2 separate regions of the Sus scrofa genome follow, and region 2 is linked to region 1. A link is a contact called in public HiChIP or PLAC-seq data. All regions are on one chromosome and are shown on one strand. The core of a region is the stretch at or near the end of the contact, and the rest is flanking DNA. Distances in the headings are between cores, read along the strand shown.

What was found. HiChIP or PLAC-seq counts read pairs in DNA pulled down with a chosen protein or histone mark.
Region 2: a contact with region 1 is called in an H3K27ac HiChIP or PLAC-seq map of alveolar macrophages. The contact joins two enhancer-like sites. A contact is called at or near these places in 1 of 47 Hi-C or Micro-C datasets (embryonic fibroblasts) and 1 of 2 datasets of contacts at active chromatin or transcription factors (alveolar macrophages).

The regions. Positions count from the first base shown.
Region 1 is chr6:76,138,680-76,146,588 of Sscrofa11.1, reverse strand. It overlaps ARHGEF10L (rho guanine nucleotide exchange factor 10-like protein), which reads right to left. Exons shown (of 27, transcript XM_021095452.1): 5 at 6,777-6,868; 6 at 4,999-5,082; 7 at 1,201-1,370. Among named protein-coding and RNA genes, the nearest start is that of ARHGEF10L, 78 kb to the right of the region's middle. Within about 2 kb of position 4,893, at least 50 of the 83 cell types and tissues checked have an H3K27ac peak or open chromatin away from gene starts, as enhancers often do. A contact at or near this core is called in alveolar macrophages, where this site is marked.
Region 2 is chr6:76,885,827-76,893,735 of Sscrofa11.1, reverse strand. All of the region lies in intron 3 of IGSF21 (immunoglobulin superfamily member 21), which reads right to left. Among named protein-coding and RNA genes, the nearest start is that of KLHDC7A, 130 kb to the left of the region's middle. Within about 2 kb of position 4,840, at least 9 of the 83 cell types and tissues checked have an H3K27ac peak or open chromatin away from gene starts, as enhancers often do. A contact at or near this core is called in alveolar macrophages, where this site is marked.

The DNA of each region.
Region 1 (7,909 bases), core at 3,644-6,143:
TATGTCTTCATTTCGGATAAATTGTTTCATACTCTGTGTCTCCTCCTGGGCCACAAAGGTTCCCGGAGCCTGGGTCGGGTCTTCCTGTTCCCATGTACCCCAGCCCACACCCTAAGACAGGGGTTGGGCACACGGTAGGTGTCACAGATGCTTAACTTTTTTGCTAGCAAGACATCAAGGCTATTTTCTGTGGGCCCACCCATGAGGGCCCAGACTCAAGGAGGCCAGGGTTCAGGAGAGACCTGTTCTGCCCCAGGGCTTCCTGGAGATTTGGGAAGCCTGTCTGTGTGAAGACTCTTAGCTGTGGGTGCTGCTCTGGCCTGCACCCCTTTCGAAGAGGGGATCCCCAAACTTTGAACGGGGCAAGAGGCACTTGGGAAACTTGGAGTTGGAGGCCCCCCCCCCAAATCCAGCCCGGGCCTGGGGCCCCTGCCTAGCCCCTGCCCTGCCTGTAGGCAGGGCTCACTGACAGGTTGAGCCCACTTGCCTGTCTGTGTCTTCTCAAAAGGAACTTGAGAGGGACCCAGTCGCCTCCCATTAAATCCCACATCTCGGCATGGATAGACTCTGCCTTCAGATGGCTTCTACAGAACAGGGCAAGGCTGTCACAGAAAAGAAGGAACCAATCTTCCTCCTCTTGGCTTTCGTGGCTCCCGCCACGAAATCCGCAGAGTGAACTCTGTTTCAGGCAGAAACACAGGAAGCAACCATCGCATGGATGGCATTTTGAAAGGCTTGGAAAGACGCCTTCCAGGCAGCTCTGTCTCTGCCCGTCTACTCACTTCCCCAGGGCAGAGGGCTGTGGGGGTCTAAGATTGGTCTGAGAAGCATCCTGTAGGGCAGGGAGATCGGACTGACTTGACAGCCTGTTTTGCCAACTCTCATCAGTGGGCTGGGTCACCCAAGCACTGTGTTGAGGAGGATTCCAAATCTATGGGCTCCATCTGCCATAGGCCTGGCGTGGAGGCAGCACCTGTCCAGGCACTAACCACGCCCATGCTGAGCTGAGGGCTCTCCGCGGCCAATCAGCAATGCCGGTGGGTTACTGCCCCGTCTCGCGATTACTTCCGCCCCTTCTCGCTCCCCACACGTTCCTGGGAATCACCGCTGCTTCCAGGAGACTCTCAGGCCCGGCCCACGCGCTGCCCCACCCCACTTACAGGTGCCCTAGCTGGGGTGAGAGACGCCCCACCCCCTCACCTTGGGCTGGAAGGACACTCGGTGCTTGGTGGGCTCCACCTCCGGCTTGGCCTCCTCCGCGGAGTCCTCGCTGTAGCTCTCAAACTCGCTGGAGCTCCAGCCTAGGTCCTCCGCCTCCCGGGGCGCCCCGTCCCGGTGCACATCCTCGTAGAGCAGGTTCCTCTCCGCCCCTGCTGGCCAAGAGACGGGGCTGGTGAGCAGAGGCCCCGAGGCCAAGCCCACCAGGCTCAATTTCGGAACCCAAGCGGGCACGTAGGGGGGTGGGTCAGAGTGGACCTCCAGCTCCGCTTCCTCCTCCGAAAGAGGGACGCAGTGAGAACACGACATCCACCTTGTAGAGGGGAGGACGTGGGAAATGCAGAAAAAGCTCAAGAAATGTGTCTGGCACACAACAGGCTCCATAACTTCCTCCACTATCAGAATCACTTTTCTGGGATCTGAGCGCTCTTTCTGGGCCTCTTTGGCATTTTTTAGTGGAAAAAACGAGACCAAGGAACAAGTCCTGACTCAGGTGCTCAGCTCTGGCCTCAGCATCCTCAGGGGTAAAATGGAGATGGTCCATTGAATGAGTCAATCCCTCACCCCAAATCTGAGTTTCCCGTCAGGGTCCAGGATGGTCCAGTAGGGGGCGCGCCGGGCCCAGCATCCTGGAGCGTTCCCTTTTCTTCCCCGGCCATACAGGAAATGCCTTGAACCAAAAACTGGGGGACAGAGGCCTGATAGTCCACTGGCCTGAAGGGACAGGTGACACCAGGACCAGGGACTCTTGGGGTCCTTGTCAAGTGGGGTTTGAGACCCTGCTTCCAGACAGATGTGGGAAAGACGCTCCCCCAGGCCCAGAAGACAGGGCTCCAGCTCTATCGCTGGATGCTCTCAGCACCCCCTTGACCCCTGGGCTGCACTTCCTGGGCTGATACCTGGAGAAAAACTGAACTGCAGGCCTCACTAATGTGAGGCCAGACTCCAAAAGGGCACGAAGGTGAAAATGCTTTTTTGTCAACACAGAAGAAATACGGCACTGGGAAGGATTTAAGAAAAAAAAATCTGCTCAGAAACCACACATGCTGAAGAGCAGAGAGCTGTGGTCAATCAGAGGCCTCTCTGCAAAATGGGGATGATAACAAGCCGAAAGGTGGAGTTAGATAAAATATACTTTAGCAAGGAGCCTGGCACATGGCAGGCGCTCAGCAAAGAGCAACTGATCCTGACTCGCGGGGGCTCTGGGTGGGCTCGGGTATCTCCACGCTGACCCAAAGCCTCCCCCTCCCCCGCACAGGAAGCTGGGTAGGGGAGAGGTCTGGGAAGATTGTCAGCCAAAGAGCAAAACAGACACACGGGGCTTAGCTGAAGGCTTGGATCCCAGAATTAGGAGGGAGCCCGAGGTTATTTTTAAGCAAAAGATGATACTGACTAACGTCTCCAGGGAACAGAGCAGCTGGTGACCAAGCTGTAACCTTTATAAGGCTGGGCTGATTGTCCTATGCCTGCAGCGGAGGCCCCGTGACCCAGGAGCCCAGTTTGGGGCTGCCCCCGAGGAAGAACCACACTACAAGCAGCATCTGCTTCTCCCGGCTTCCAAGGGGCATTGGCCCCGCCCACCCACATCTACATGCCGGATTCTCCCAGCAGCCCTCTGGGGCCAGCAGGGTGCAAATCATCACCCTCTCCTATTAGTCAAATGAGGAAACGATGCCCAGGGAAGACAGGTGTTGGCCCAAGGTCAGGCAGTGAGCAGGGAGGGGGCTCCATCCATTGTCTTCGATGAAGGCTCCACCATGCTCCTGATCCCCCGGGCTCCTCTCTCCAGTGGAGACAGGGTCACAGATTCCTGAGTCGGTGCCAACTCTTCAGCTTTCTTGGGCCTCAGAGCAGTCTGGTCCCTGCCCTCTGCCTCCCCTGCCTCCTGGGGGCCTGGCGCTTCCCTAATGCTCAAGATCACGGCCCCCTTTCAAAGCTCTTACCATCGCCCGCCCATGCTCTACATCAGTCATCTCCTGGCGTCCTCACAACCCCCAAGGAGAAAGCTATTATTGCCCAATTGGGCAGATGCCTTGACTGAGGCCTGAGGGATTAAGCAGAAGTCCTCTGGTGCAATCCTCCCCAAAGGCCTATGAGGTCAGAATGATAATCTGATTCCACATGAAGAAACCGAGGCCCAAAGCACAGAGAATCAGCAGCAGCCAGGATTTGAACCCAGGGCTGTGTGTGTCCACTGGCCCATGCTGCCTGCATCTCGGCGGAAAACCTCGTCACAGGCTGCACAGGTCAGTGCTGGGCCCCGGCAGGTATGACACTCCTAACAACAGCATCCTTGTGCCGTGCACCTGCTGAGGGCCGGCCACAGCCTCTGGGACCCAATCCTCCCACAGCTCTGAGAGTGGGGGGTCCTGGGGCAGGGGTTCTGGTCCTCAAATTGTAGGTGCAGAGCTGGCTCCCAGACCACCTGCTCTTGTCTGCCTCAGAGTAAACTGCAGGACATGCCAGACCCCACATCCTGAGGACACGATGGTGCCCAGTGCAGACTGTGGCCAAGTCTTCAGTGGTTGATTTGATTCAGATGGGAGAACAGCCCAAATGGGTCAAATGACAGCCTCAGGCTGCTCAGATCTACCAGCTCTGGGACCTGCATACAGCCGCCCGTTCCCACTCTCCTGGATTTGCATGAGCTACAAGCAGGAACAGGCCCAGGTCCATTCGGGGCTTGCCAGATAGATGCGTGTATCACTGGCCCACCACCCCTGTTCCTGGAACAGACATCAGGAGTGTCCCTCTGTGGGCCCTCAGATGGAGTCGTGTTGTCTGTGTGTCTCTCCCATTGGATTATACGCTGCCCCAGGATGGTCCTGGTCGCCCCTGTCAGACTGAGAACTCCTCAAAGGCAGGGGATGTTTCCTCTTCTAGATGGGGAGCCCCTAAAGGCAGGCAGAATAGTAGGAAAAGCAGAGTCAGGCAAATGTCTATTCCAGTTCTGGCTGTGTGATGTGGGGCTGGTGGCTTAACCTCTCTGATGTGACTGTCACCTGGAGCCATAAACCCTGCCCCATCACGGGGTCACTGAATAGGGGGAGCAAATGTGCTTCATCCATCATAAAATGCCACCCAAGTCCTTTGGGGGGTAGGGCACAGAGCATTGGACTTGGATTCAGAATGACCCAGATTGGAATCCCCCCTCTACAGTTTCCTCCTCTCAAGAATAAGGAAGTAAGACTCTAAGCGAAGTTTGGGGACAAAACATGAAGAGCAGCTGGCATAAGGTGTTCCAGCAAAGATGGCTCTGGCTGTGAAGGGACATGAACTAGCCCTCCTCCCTGGAGAGTCCCCCCTCCAGCCAGGTGAGTATGTGGGGCCCAGTTCCGGCAGGACTCACCCTCCCCGGCTCTGTTCCCCTCTGTGGCCACCACCTCCCCGCCCTCCCTGCTCACCGCGGGCCTCGCCCCAGAGCAGGGCCCAGGCCTCACCGGTCAGCTTTAATAAACTGTCCTTCTCAACAGCTCTGGGGCTCTTAAACCATTTTCAGGAGGAATGGAGACGGAGACGTGAAAGAGTGGCCTGGGGACCCACAGCCCAGGGTGCCCCTGCCCTGGACGCCCTAACCCCTCCCCAGCCCCAGCCCGGCCCCGCCCTCCGCGGTCTCCCGACGCTCCCGGGAAGAGCGCAGGGGTTTTTTAAAGCAAGAAGGCGGGGCCATGGACTGGGTGGGGCCACGGAAGACGCGCAAGGAAAGACCCTCCCCCGGCCCCGCCCCCCCGCCCCCCGGTCCGTCGGGAGAGAAACAAGGACGCCCGAAGGAGACTTTACCGGATTGATGAGCGTCCAGGTTCTCGCAGGGGACGTCGTCGTAAATCACATCTTCCTCCAGGGCGGGGAAAGTAAACCTCTCGACTGGGAGAGAAGGGAGAGGAGGAGAGCTCGAGCCCGGCTCTGGCGGCCCAGGCGGGAGGCGGCAGCCGGAGTGACACCAGGACTGCACCAGCTGGCGGCTCCCTCCCGCCCGCATCCCCGCGGCTCAGCTGGGCCAGCATCCTGCAGCCCAGCCCCTGGGGAGCCCCGGCCTGCCACTGCGCTCAGAGGACCGGGTTCCGCTGCCTCTTCTCGCCCTCCAGCCCCTCCAAGGCGCCCTCCCAGTGACCGAAGCACACTCCATCCGCCTCCCGGCCACCCGCAGGCCGGCCCATCTGGCCGATGGCACTTGCAGGGAGCATGAAGCAGACCCAGCATTTGTGCCCTGGGGCCCGGAAGCCTCTTCTATTGCCCAGGCCCCCACGACTACCCCAGAAGGAGCCAGCTCCTACCCACCCAGAGGTGGGGGAGGGCAAGATGGCTGTAGGGAGTACAGGAAATGTCCCGGTGTAGGGAAAAGGATTTGGAGAGTGGGGTGAAGGGGTGTCCCACAGAACTCAGCCAGCGGGGTCCTGATTGGTGAAACATTCAGCAAATGAGCACATGGCTCCCCTATCATTTTGCTGGGCAGGCTAGGAGCAGGGCAGAGCTCACAGCCTGCCCCTGTTAGCAGCTCCAGGGATGGAACATTTAATGAGCTGTTCCCCCCCCCCCCCGCTCCGAAATTGTGCACCCAATCTCTGCCCCCTTTAGGGGCATGGAGCCCCTGCAGAGGTAGGGTTTGGAAAAGCAGTCCCCACCCTCAATGGGAGTCTGTCCTCACCTGCATAGGACCAGACTCTGAAGTCCCCACTGTCCTAATTGCATTGCTTCCTACGGTCCCAGGGCCCCCAGAGCCCAGTCAGATCTCCTCACCTGCCCACCCCACCCCTCCATGGATTCTGCCTCCCACACGGCTCTGAAACCTGCCCATCTCACTCCAGGTCCCTGGCTCCAGCCATCAGCCTCCCTCTCCTGGTCAGCCTCCAGCCCACCCACCTGTCTCAGAGCATCACCCCATCCCACAGTGACAGGACTGAAATGCACACATGGCCGCATGGCGCTCTCATGGCTTCCTAGGGCCTCTCGTGACTCCCTTTTGCCTTCAGGAAAGTGCAGCCTCCAAGGCCCCCCACACCCCAGGAGGAGCTGGGGAGAAGGCAGCCTCGCCTGGCCTGCTCACCCCTTGGGCCCTCCCTCCACCGCGCCCAGGTTGGCTGCTTCCCATGTGCCCGGCATCCCCTCGCCCTCGGGCTCCAGCACAGGCTCCCCCTCAGCCTGGCCACACTCACCCTGACCCCTGCTCCTTCACTCTCTGCCTTCAGGACTCCTGGGCTCTCCTAATCCCCCCCAACCCAGCACCTGTGGTATCTGCCTGCCTGTGTGTCTGGTTTAGCTCCCAGAGGGACCCCATCTTGGTCACCAGGGTACACCCACCACCAGATCACCTTCGGAAGTACTGAGGGGACAGAGGAACAGCTGAATGCATGACCTACTCCTGGGCCACAGATCTCATCAAGTGACAAAGGGGGCCACTCTCAAGGGTGGGCAATGGCCGAGTCACCTCATAGCAGCCACCAAGCCCACAGCAGCCATGCAACAAGGACGAGCCCTTGGCTTGCATGAGCCCCCATCAGCTCTGGGCCCCATCCTGGCACCACCCTCCTGGGGCTGAGACCTGGGGTCTGGGCACTCACTGCGACGGGAGCTCTTCCGCCTCCAGCTGGAGCGATGGACCCCGGAGAAAGCTGCATCCACGGCCTCCCCATTGCTCAGCACAACTGGCGCCCTGTGGGCCAAGAAACGGGCCCAGTGAGCAGGGAGGACAGGACAGCTGATGCCTTGAAGCCACAGGCAGCCCCTCACCAGGTGACAGGGCCACTGGTCCCTGAGGCCATGGGTCAGAGGGCTGAGGAGGCCACGTCTGGGCTGGCCTTGGACAAGCCTCTTCTCTCTCGGTTCCCTCACCTTTAGAAGAGGCTGTAAGGCCAGCCTGCTGCTTTACACGCGCATAAAGGTCAAACGTATTCTCAGGGGCTCCCCAGGCAAGGGCACCCCTTCTCCAGAGCAGACTCAGCGGGACTCGCCATCTCCCCATTATCCCATGTGCAAAATGGAGGCCAGGGCTGGGGGTTCCTGCCTGAGAAACAGGCCATAGAGCCTCACAAGACCATGCCCGGAGGGCAAGCTTATTCCCCACACACACTCGAGGATAAGCTGGATTCAGAGATGTGCTTCCCAGGAGCAGAGGAGCAAAGGGAAAGCAGGGGGCAAAGAGTGGACACACCTTCACCGAGTGGCCACGTGAGCATCGCCGGTGACATCACACGGGCATCACGTACCCCTGGAGTGATGCAGCAAGAAGGGTGCTCACCCCTGTGGGATTCTTACCCCAAACCCACAATGCCAGGCTCATCATGAGAAAGACACCAACAAACCCAGATTACAGGACAGCTATAAAAGCCCTGCCCATGACTCCTCAATGCTCTCGAGATCCTGAAACACAAGAGAAGTCTAGAAACTGTCACAGGGCAGAGCAAAGTAAATGACAACTGAATGCCACGTGGGTCCTGGATGGGAACCCCACACAGAAAAGGGACATAAGCAGAAAAACCGGAGCAATCCCGATACGGTCAGGAGTTCCGAGGATGGCAATGTACTAGTGCTGGTTTCCGAGTTTTGACGAACATCCTGTGGTCATGTGAGATGTTAACAATGGGAAAACGGGGTGAGGGGTATATGAAACTCCGTGCTACCTTAAAACTATCCCGAAGCAAAAGGTTTTTTGTTTGATCTTTTAAAAATCCACTCAAAGAAAAAGAGGCCACAT
Region 2 (7,909 bases), core at 3,591-6,090, 750 kb before region 1:
ACCACCCCTGCCCCTGCTCCCTGTCCCCCAGCTTCTGAAAGAGGTGGTGGGGGGTCTCCATCTTTCCTGACCCCCTGGCAGCAAGTCTACCCTCCAGATCAGCCCAGAAAGTGGGATCCACAGCCTAGACTTAGATCCAGGGCCATTGGTCTCATCCCCCTTGGTGTGGAACTAAAGTCACCCGAAATGGTAAGACCTGAGCCTGTCCTTGCTAATACACTGCTGGAGAAGCTGCCTGTGAAAAGAAGTCTCAATCCCCATGGATTAGAATGGATTCCCTCACCTCCTTTGGGCCAGTCCCTGGGTTTTCTCCCCCAGCAAGCCCTTTCCAGGGGCAGATGGGAGAGATGTTTCCCTGGGCAGCCATGGGGACTGCACCAAGTGGAGATGGTGGTGGAGGAAGGAAATGCCCTTGAGCTACTGGATCTGTCCTATGTGCACAGGGGTTCGTGGAGGAGGCTAAGAGTTTTGCTCCTTTAACATCGGCTCTCCCAGGCCAGCTTGGTGGACCAGATGGTCCTGGTTTGTCTGAGACTTTCCTGGTTTTCTAGCTGAAGGTTCCAAGTCCCAGGAACCCTTCAGCTCCATGCAAATCAGGATGTTGGTCACCTTCCATTTAACAAATGAGCAAAGGAGAGAGAGGAGAGGGAGAGAGAGAGAGAGAGGGAAGTGACTGGCCCCAGGTCAGATGGCAGTCATAGCAGAGCAAGAACGGAGAGGCAAGGCAGGTGACACAGAGGAGGCTCTGCCCAAGAGACTCTGCTGGCCCCCTGCAGGGTGGCTTGGGGACTGGTGATGGTGTTACAGAGCCCCCTCATGCAGGATGGGCATGGGAGGGGGATACAGTGTGGGAGTGATCGCCACGAGTGGAGTCTCAACGAGGGGGGGGGGGGTCTCGTGGAGCCAGGAAAATCTGTGCCGCATTTCACCACACAAAGCTGGAGAGTTTGAGTCCCACTTCTGCCCCGCCCTGAGTCAAGCAGAAGGACGTGTCCCAGTGTTCAGAATGGCTCCATGGGGCTGGGACGCCACCACCCTTCCAGACGGCCACCTGCTGGTTAGGGGGCCAGGCGAGGGTCTGACCAGTCTAACCTGAGGATTAGGCTACCTGAGGGCTTTACCTGAGGATGTTTGAACAGCACCATGTTTGAACAGAGGTGAGCAGGCTGCCTGGAATGGGGCAGGGGGCGCCCGCGGACCAGCAGAAGGTGAGGAAGCTCTGGGTGGGGGCCGGGCAGGCAGAAGCTCTGGGACCTGAGAGCGGAGCCCCGCCTCCAGTGCTGAGGTTTTTTCCCACCTTCTTCCTTGTGTGTTTTCCCCTTTCTTTCCAGAAACCGTCAGAACTTTTTTTTTCTCCAGGGCCTTTAAAAAGCCATTAGCGTGATTTTCATCCCCTCTTTTCAACCTGCTAATGGTTCCATCATAAAACCACTCCGTGGGTGCAAAGCATCTGTGGCTTTTCCAATCAAACAGCCCAAGCTGGTCGTTGGGGGAGGGGGCGGGGATGATGAAGAAGGGTTGCTAAAGTTCCAGAACATGCCAGCACCTTTTCCATCAGCAAATCCCCCCACCCCTGCCTTTGGTCTTCTCTTCCCCCAGCCAGGGAGCCTCAGAAGCACGTCTTCCTGGCCCCAGCTTTGTGGACTGGCAATTCCGGCCCATGGGCAGCAGGGTGGTACAATCAGGGGCAATTACCTGCTGCCGCTCCCTGGACTTCACCTCACTTTTGTGCTGGCTGGGAAGGTGCTGGGGAGGGGGGAGGCTCATCCAGAAGGAGCCCAGCCTCCTAGGACCCTGGGATCTCAGGCAGGCCCCTTGCCTCTCGGGACCTTGGCTTGGGCGTCTGGTCTATAGGGAGCCCTTTTTTCAAACAAGCTCACTGAGGAAGATCACCCCCTCATTCCTGCCCAGGGGGGTGCTCCAGACCGCAGCCGGGATTCCCCGTGTGCAAACTGGAAGTGACCTGCTTCCAGGGTGGGAAAACCCCCCTTGGAAATCAGACTTTATCTTCCAAAGATGAATTTCTGAGAAAACAAACACAGGCTCACCCAGGGTCTCTAGATGACCCAAGCCCAGAAGTTAGTAACTGGGAGGCCAGCTGAGGACATTTAGGATCACTGGCCCCGATGCTCTGGCCTCCTGATGCTTGGTTGGTGGAAGGGCGGGGGTCACTGGCCTGCCCCACCCTGTTTGACTGCTACCTTGAGCCTCAGGCCCAGAATACCAGCCCCACCCCTTCCTCTCTCGGTCAACCCCATTCTCCTGCCCCCCTGGCCGGCTGCTTCCCTGTCCCCCCAGCTCCCACTGGGGACCCCTCCCCCTCTCTCCCCCTTCCCTTCCTCTCCCAGCCTCTCTTCTCTAGCCTCTCGCTGCTGCCATGGAAACCACTTTCTCCTCCACATCCTGATTGATCCATTTAGCCCCTCATGGTTGGCCTGCTCAACTTGGTCTGGGCTGGGAGGTGGGCAGGGGCGGGAGGGGCCAAGGGTCAGGACGGTCCACTACCCCGTCTCTACCCCAGGCCATCCCAGGCCCAGCCATCCCAGGCCCAGGCCCCAAGGAATGGGCCGTGTGTCCCACAGAGAAAAACACTGGGTGGAGGGGAACTAGAAACCAGGCAGCGGGCCAAAGGGAACTGGGACAAAGGAAGCTAGGCAGTGAGCCAACTAGAAGCGAGGCAGAAAGGCTGAGGGTGCAGGGCTGTGCCTGCTGCCTCCTTTCTATCCCTACAGGTGCTTTGATTTTCTAACAAGAATCTCTGCCTCTCTGTCTTTGCCTCTGTACTTGGCAGTGGGTGAGAGCTGGCATTGGGAAGATCCCAAGTCCATTGGAACCAAGCCGGCCTTCAGCAGGAGAGAAAAGGCGTGGACGATGGCCATCCCAGAGTTCCCCGCACTCCCTAGCACCAGTGACCCCTCTGATCTTGTTCAACGAACACAGCTGTGCCCTTACTGTGTGCAAGGCTAGAGCCAGACCACTGGACCAAGAGATGCTAGGGGACAATGCATGCCTTGTGCATCTCTGCATGGCAATGGTTCATTGGACACCTACTGTGTGCAAGACCCGGTGGGAGGCAACTGGGACACAGATCTCTTTCAACCCTCACAGAAGCCCCCTGGAATAAGAACAATAAGAGTAATAATACCAGCACTTCCTCTGTGTTGGATACTCCCAGCTTTACCATGCTGTAGTCGAGTGACCTGGAAAAAGTCCTTTCCTATCCGTGCCTTGGGTTCCCCATCAGCAAAGATCAGTCTTCACAACAACCTCATGAGGTAGGTCTTAATATTAACAACCCAGTTTCACAGATGAGGAAACTGAGGTTCAGGGATGTTTAGAACTTGATGGACGCTCAGCCAGAGGATGTTGTCGCGGGGGCTTGTAACCTGGCAGGCTCATTGAACCCCCAGGCTCTTTGCTTTTTTTTTTGGCCATACCTGCGGCATATGGAAGTTCTCAGGCTAGGGGTCCAATCGGAGCTACAGCTGCCAACCTACACCAGAGCCACAGCAACGCCAGATCCAAGGTGTGTCTGTGACCTACACCCACAGCTCATGGCAACGCCAGATCTTCAACCCACTGAGCAAGGCCAGGGACTGAACCCGTGTCCTTATGGATACTAGTCAGATTCGTTTCCACTGAGCCATGATGGGAACTCCTCATTGCCTTTCTAGGTGGGAGTGGCCCAGGCTTCTGTAAGGCTGTAGCCTGGTTAGCGGCCTGTGGTGGAATAGAAACACTCCCAGACTGAAGAGTCGTAAAGAGGAAGCAGAAAGAGCAGTTCTAAGGCTCTGAGCAATGATTTCTGCTCCGGGCCTCCTGCCAGCTGAGGGCGGCAGCATGGCCCCTGGGTGCATGGCCCGGGCTGTGCCTTCTGGCCACCAAGACCAGATCCCTTTGTCTACAGGGACCACGTCTTTCCTGGAAGCAAACTCCAGCAAGAATCCATCACACGAGTCTCTTTAATACGGGACCATAGCGGCCCAGAGGCCAATCTCTTCAACCACAGTTTGACAAAAGGATCAGAAAAGAGGCTCAAAGAAATGGTTCTTGACCCTTGGAAAAGCAGATGGCCTGCCAAAGCATTGCAATTCGGAGAGCCTTGCCTGCCGGGGCTGGAGCCAGCCTGCCCCCTCCAGTGTGGCTGTCAATCTGCCTGGCTTCCTGCAGGGAGACAGTGGAAGGAGCCTCGAAGTCCGGGATGGACCCGGCAGTCGGCCGACGTTCTGTCACTTGCACCTGCAGTCGCCTGGCGAGATCAAAATGACGAATCTCATTGAACAGATTAGGAAACTGAGGCCCAGAGAGGCCAAGCAATTTGTCTAAGGTCACGAAGCTAATGCCCGAAAGAGCTGGGATGGAGACACGGGTCTCCCAGGCTGCGGGAGCCCATCAAGAAGACCAAACCTCTGAGCCCAGCCCAGCGCTCGCTCTCCTTAGGGATGGTCCCAGGGTTGCTTCTGAGCAGGACCAATTACCCGGGTTGAGCAAAGCAAACCTTCCTTTTCCTCGCAAACCTACAGCTGGTCCTGGGGCCCCTCGGGAGGCCTTTCCCAACCAGGTCAGCTGATGGGTGACCCGGGGCGGAACCTGATTCCCGCTGTTTCATCAAAGCTGAGCTAAAAACAGCCTTGCTGTGGCAGTGGAAAAAATTGAAACTCCCAGCTTCCTCTTAAGGCTCTTAAACAGGTCAGCCCACCGAAAAACCCAATCCTTCAATCTGGGTTCTCTTCAAAAGTAGGGCAGGCCAATTATGTTTTAGTGTCCTGAGCGACATAGGGCTGGGAGGGGGGGAAGGTCAGGCGGGGGCGCCCGGGGGGCCGCCGGCAGATGGGAGACGGAGGAGCCAGCCAGCCTCTCCCATCAGCCTCTTTGTCAAAACAAAATTAAAACGCCTGGACTCTCGCTGGCACTGAGATCCCATCCAAGGTAATAGGAATTTATCTTAGTGTGTTCGGCTTTGGGCTCGATGCCATGGGGATATGAAAACTGGAAGTCATCTTGTTCCCTGCTCTGTCTCACACCCCACACAGTGTCTCACACATAGAAGACATTTAAGGAATATCTGTCCATTCATTCCTTCCATCTATTTCTACTGAGCACCTACTATGTGTCAGGGCCTGTCCTAGGTGCTGGGGCTACAGCCGTGAACAGTACAGACAAAATCGCTGTGCTCATGGAGCTGATGTGCTAGCTCAGGGAGACAGACCATTAACATCTGTCATCTCCTTGAGAATTCCTCCAAACAGTGCTATGAGATGAGCAACAGTATGTAAATGACCCATGATGGAACAGAAACTCAGAGTCAAAGACAAGGTCTCCTCTTTACTGGTTTATTTACAGTCTGTGTAAGAAAGTTAAACTGTTCAATGGCTGTTCTTTTTTCATAGTGATGGAAACCCTGATGGCTACACACAAGGCTGCATAAAAGAAAGACTACATTTCGCAGTCACTCTTGCAGCGGGGGCTGGCAGGGTGGGGGGTGACCATGTGACTACATTCTGGCCCATGGAATGTAAATAGAGGTGTTGCGACAACTTCCTGAAGGGTCCTTAAAGGGAGGGGGTGTGTCCTTCTCCTTCCCCTTCCTTCTTCCTCTTGGCTGGAATGTAGTCTCAAGGGCTGGAGCCGGAGCAGCCTTCTTAGACTTTGAGGTGACCCTAAGAATGGAGGTCACACACAGTAGAGCATCGAAAGTGAAGGAGCTTAGGTCCCTGCCACCATGGAACACCCTACATGCTCTAAAGTTGTTACATGGGACACTTAGGAGAAAGAAAACTAAACTTTCAGCGAGTTTCAGACAGCTATTTTGAGTTTTCTGGCTTGTAGCTCAAACAAATTCTAACTGATATGGTTTCGGACAACAGAGTAGCATGGACCATGGGGAATAGACAGGTCATTCCCTGTTTAAATGCTGCCACCACTTATGGCAGGCAATTGATATAATTTGGGAATATCCAGTAAAAGGGTCACACCAGAGCTTTTTAAAGAGAAGCCAAAAATCAAGATCTGTATGTAAAAATCTAACTTTTGAATGTTTGTCATTGATTTAATTTTAAGCTTTTTTTTTTTTTAACTAAAAATATTTTAGAGTTTCCTAGTGGCCTAGCAGTTAAGGACTTGGCATTGTTATTGCTGTGGCTAGGGTTTGATCCCTGGCCCAGGAACTTCTGTATGCTGTGGGCATGGCCAAGAAAAAATTTCAAGATCAATTAATCAGAACTTTTTCATTGCTGTCTTTGACCTGTAAGTCCTGGTTTGTCAGGGAGGCCCCCGGAGAGGCAGGACTTACAGGGAAAACTGCAGGAGTAAGGAGGGGGCAGAGCTGGGACCATCAGATGCTCAGAGTCGATCCCGCCATGGAGGACTTGCAGTGGCAGCCACCTGCCTGTGTGAGTCCCCACTCCAAGCCCCACTGGGTTTAAGCTTCTGGACTGAGCATCTGGGATTCTCAACAAGGCCAAAACAGAAACAGTCCTGTTTAACACACGCACACACACACACACACACATACACACACACGATCGGTGAGAGCGGGGCCCGCAGAAGTGAGCAGTGGTCCAGCAGCCTGGTGAATGGTCACGAACACAACCCTTTCAACCCAAGCCTCTACCATCTGTTCCTTCCACTAACTGCCAAGCTAAAGAGGAGCTGTGTCCTTGGTGGTGGTGCTGGGAAAGGGAGAATGAAGAAGAAACCAACTGTCCACCACTTGTGTTTGGGAGGGAGGGCCAAGGGCTCTCCCTGTGTCCAGAGCGATATCATGGAACAGTCACACTCGCCCGAGGAAATGCCAATTGCTGCGTGAGGTGTGACCCGCAGTCCTGGTTTGGGAAGAGCCATCTCCAGACACGACGCCCAGCCCCTGGCTCTGAGAAGGGTCTTCCACGGGACAGGTTACCTTTCCCCACACAACTTCCAGACCCACAACCTGTGCCTGCAGGGAGCTTCAGGTGCCAGTGTTGGCGGTAAGAAGAGCAGGAACTCCAGCCTGGCTTTGAAGCCTGACTCCTCCACTGAGTAGCTGCGGGATCCTGAGCAAGTTACTCTCCTGCTCTGTGCCTCTGTTTCCCCATCTAAAATCTGGGAGAGTCATACACTTCTCCTCCAGTCTTTTGCCAAGGTTAAATGAGATAAGACACAGAACGTGTGTGCTTAAGGCTGGGCCTAGCTGGGCTGTGCTTTCGTTTTGATGGCCTCCTTTCCTATTGGTGTCTAATCTGTCTTCCAATCACGCGGCTCGCTTCTGCTGGTTTTTGAGAGAATTGGGTAGGGCTGTGGTCCTCCCCCGAGGCTGGGTGGGGGAAGGGAAAGAACCAGGAGGTTCCAGGAACACGCAGCCATCGGGTGGGTGCTGCTCTTGACAACACTCAAGACCCCAAACACTGGGAATTCACTTTTTTTTGTCTTTTTAGGGCCTCACTTATGGCATATGGAGGTTCCCAGGCTAGGGATTGAATCAGAGCTGTAGCCGCCAGCCTACGCCACAGCCACAGGAACGCCAGGTCCAAGCCCCGTCTGCAACCTACACCACAGCTCACGGCCACACCGGATTCTGAACCCACTGAGCCAGGCCAGGGATGGAACCTGCATCCTCATGAATACTAGTCGGGTTCATTAACCGCTGAGCCACAGCGGGAACTCCAGGTATTCACCCTTTCGAATGAGTTCTGGGTGTTCGCATCTTCTTCCTGGCTTTGGGGTCTCCTGGATCTGATGGTGTTCATTATCGGGGCTAAGGAGTGGCTCAGTGCCAGGAGCACGGGTGGGTGGCATCTCACAGACACGCAGTCAGATCTCAGCTCTGTCCCTTGGAAGCACTGTGACTTCAGGTAGGTGGCTTAACCTCTCTGTGCTTACGTCTTGTAATGTGTAAAGTCAAGTACTCTAAGGCTCACGTCCCAGGACA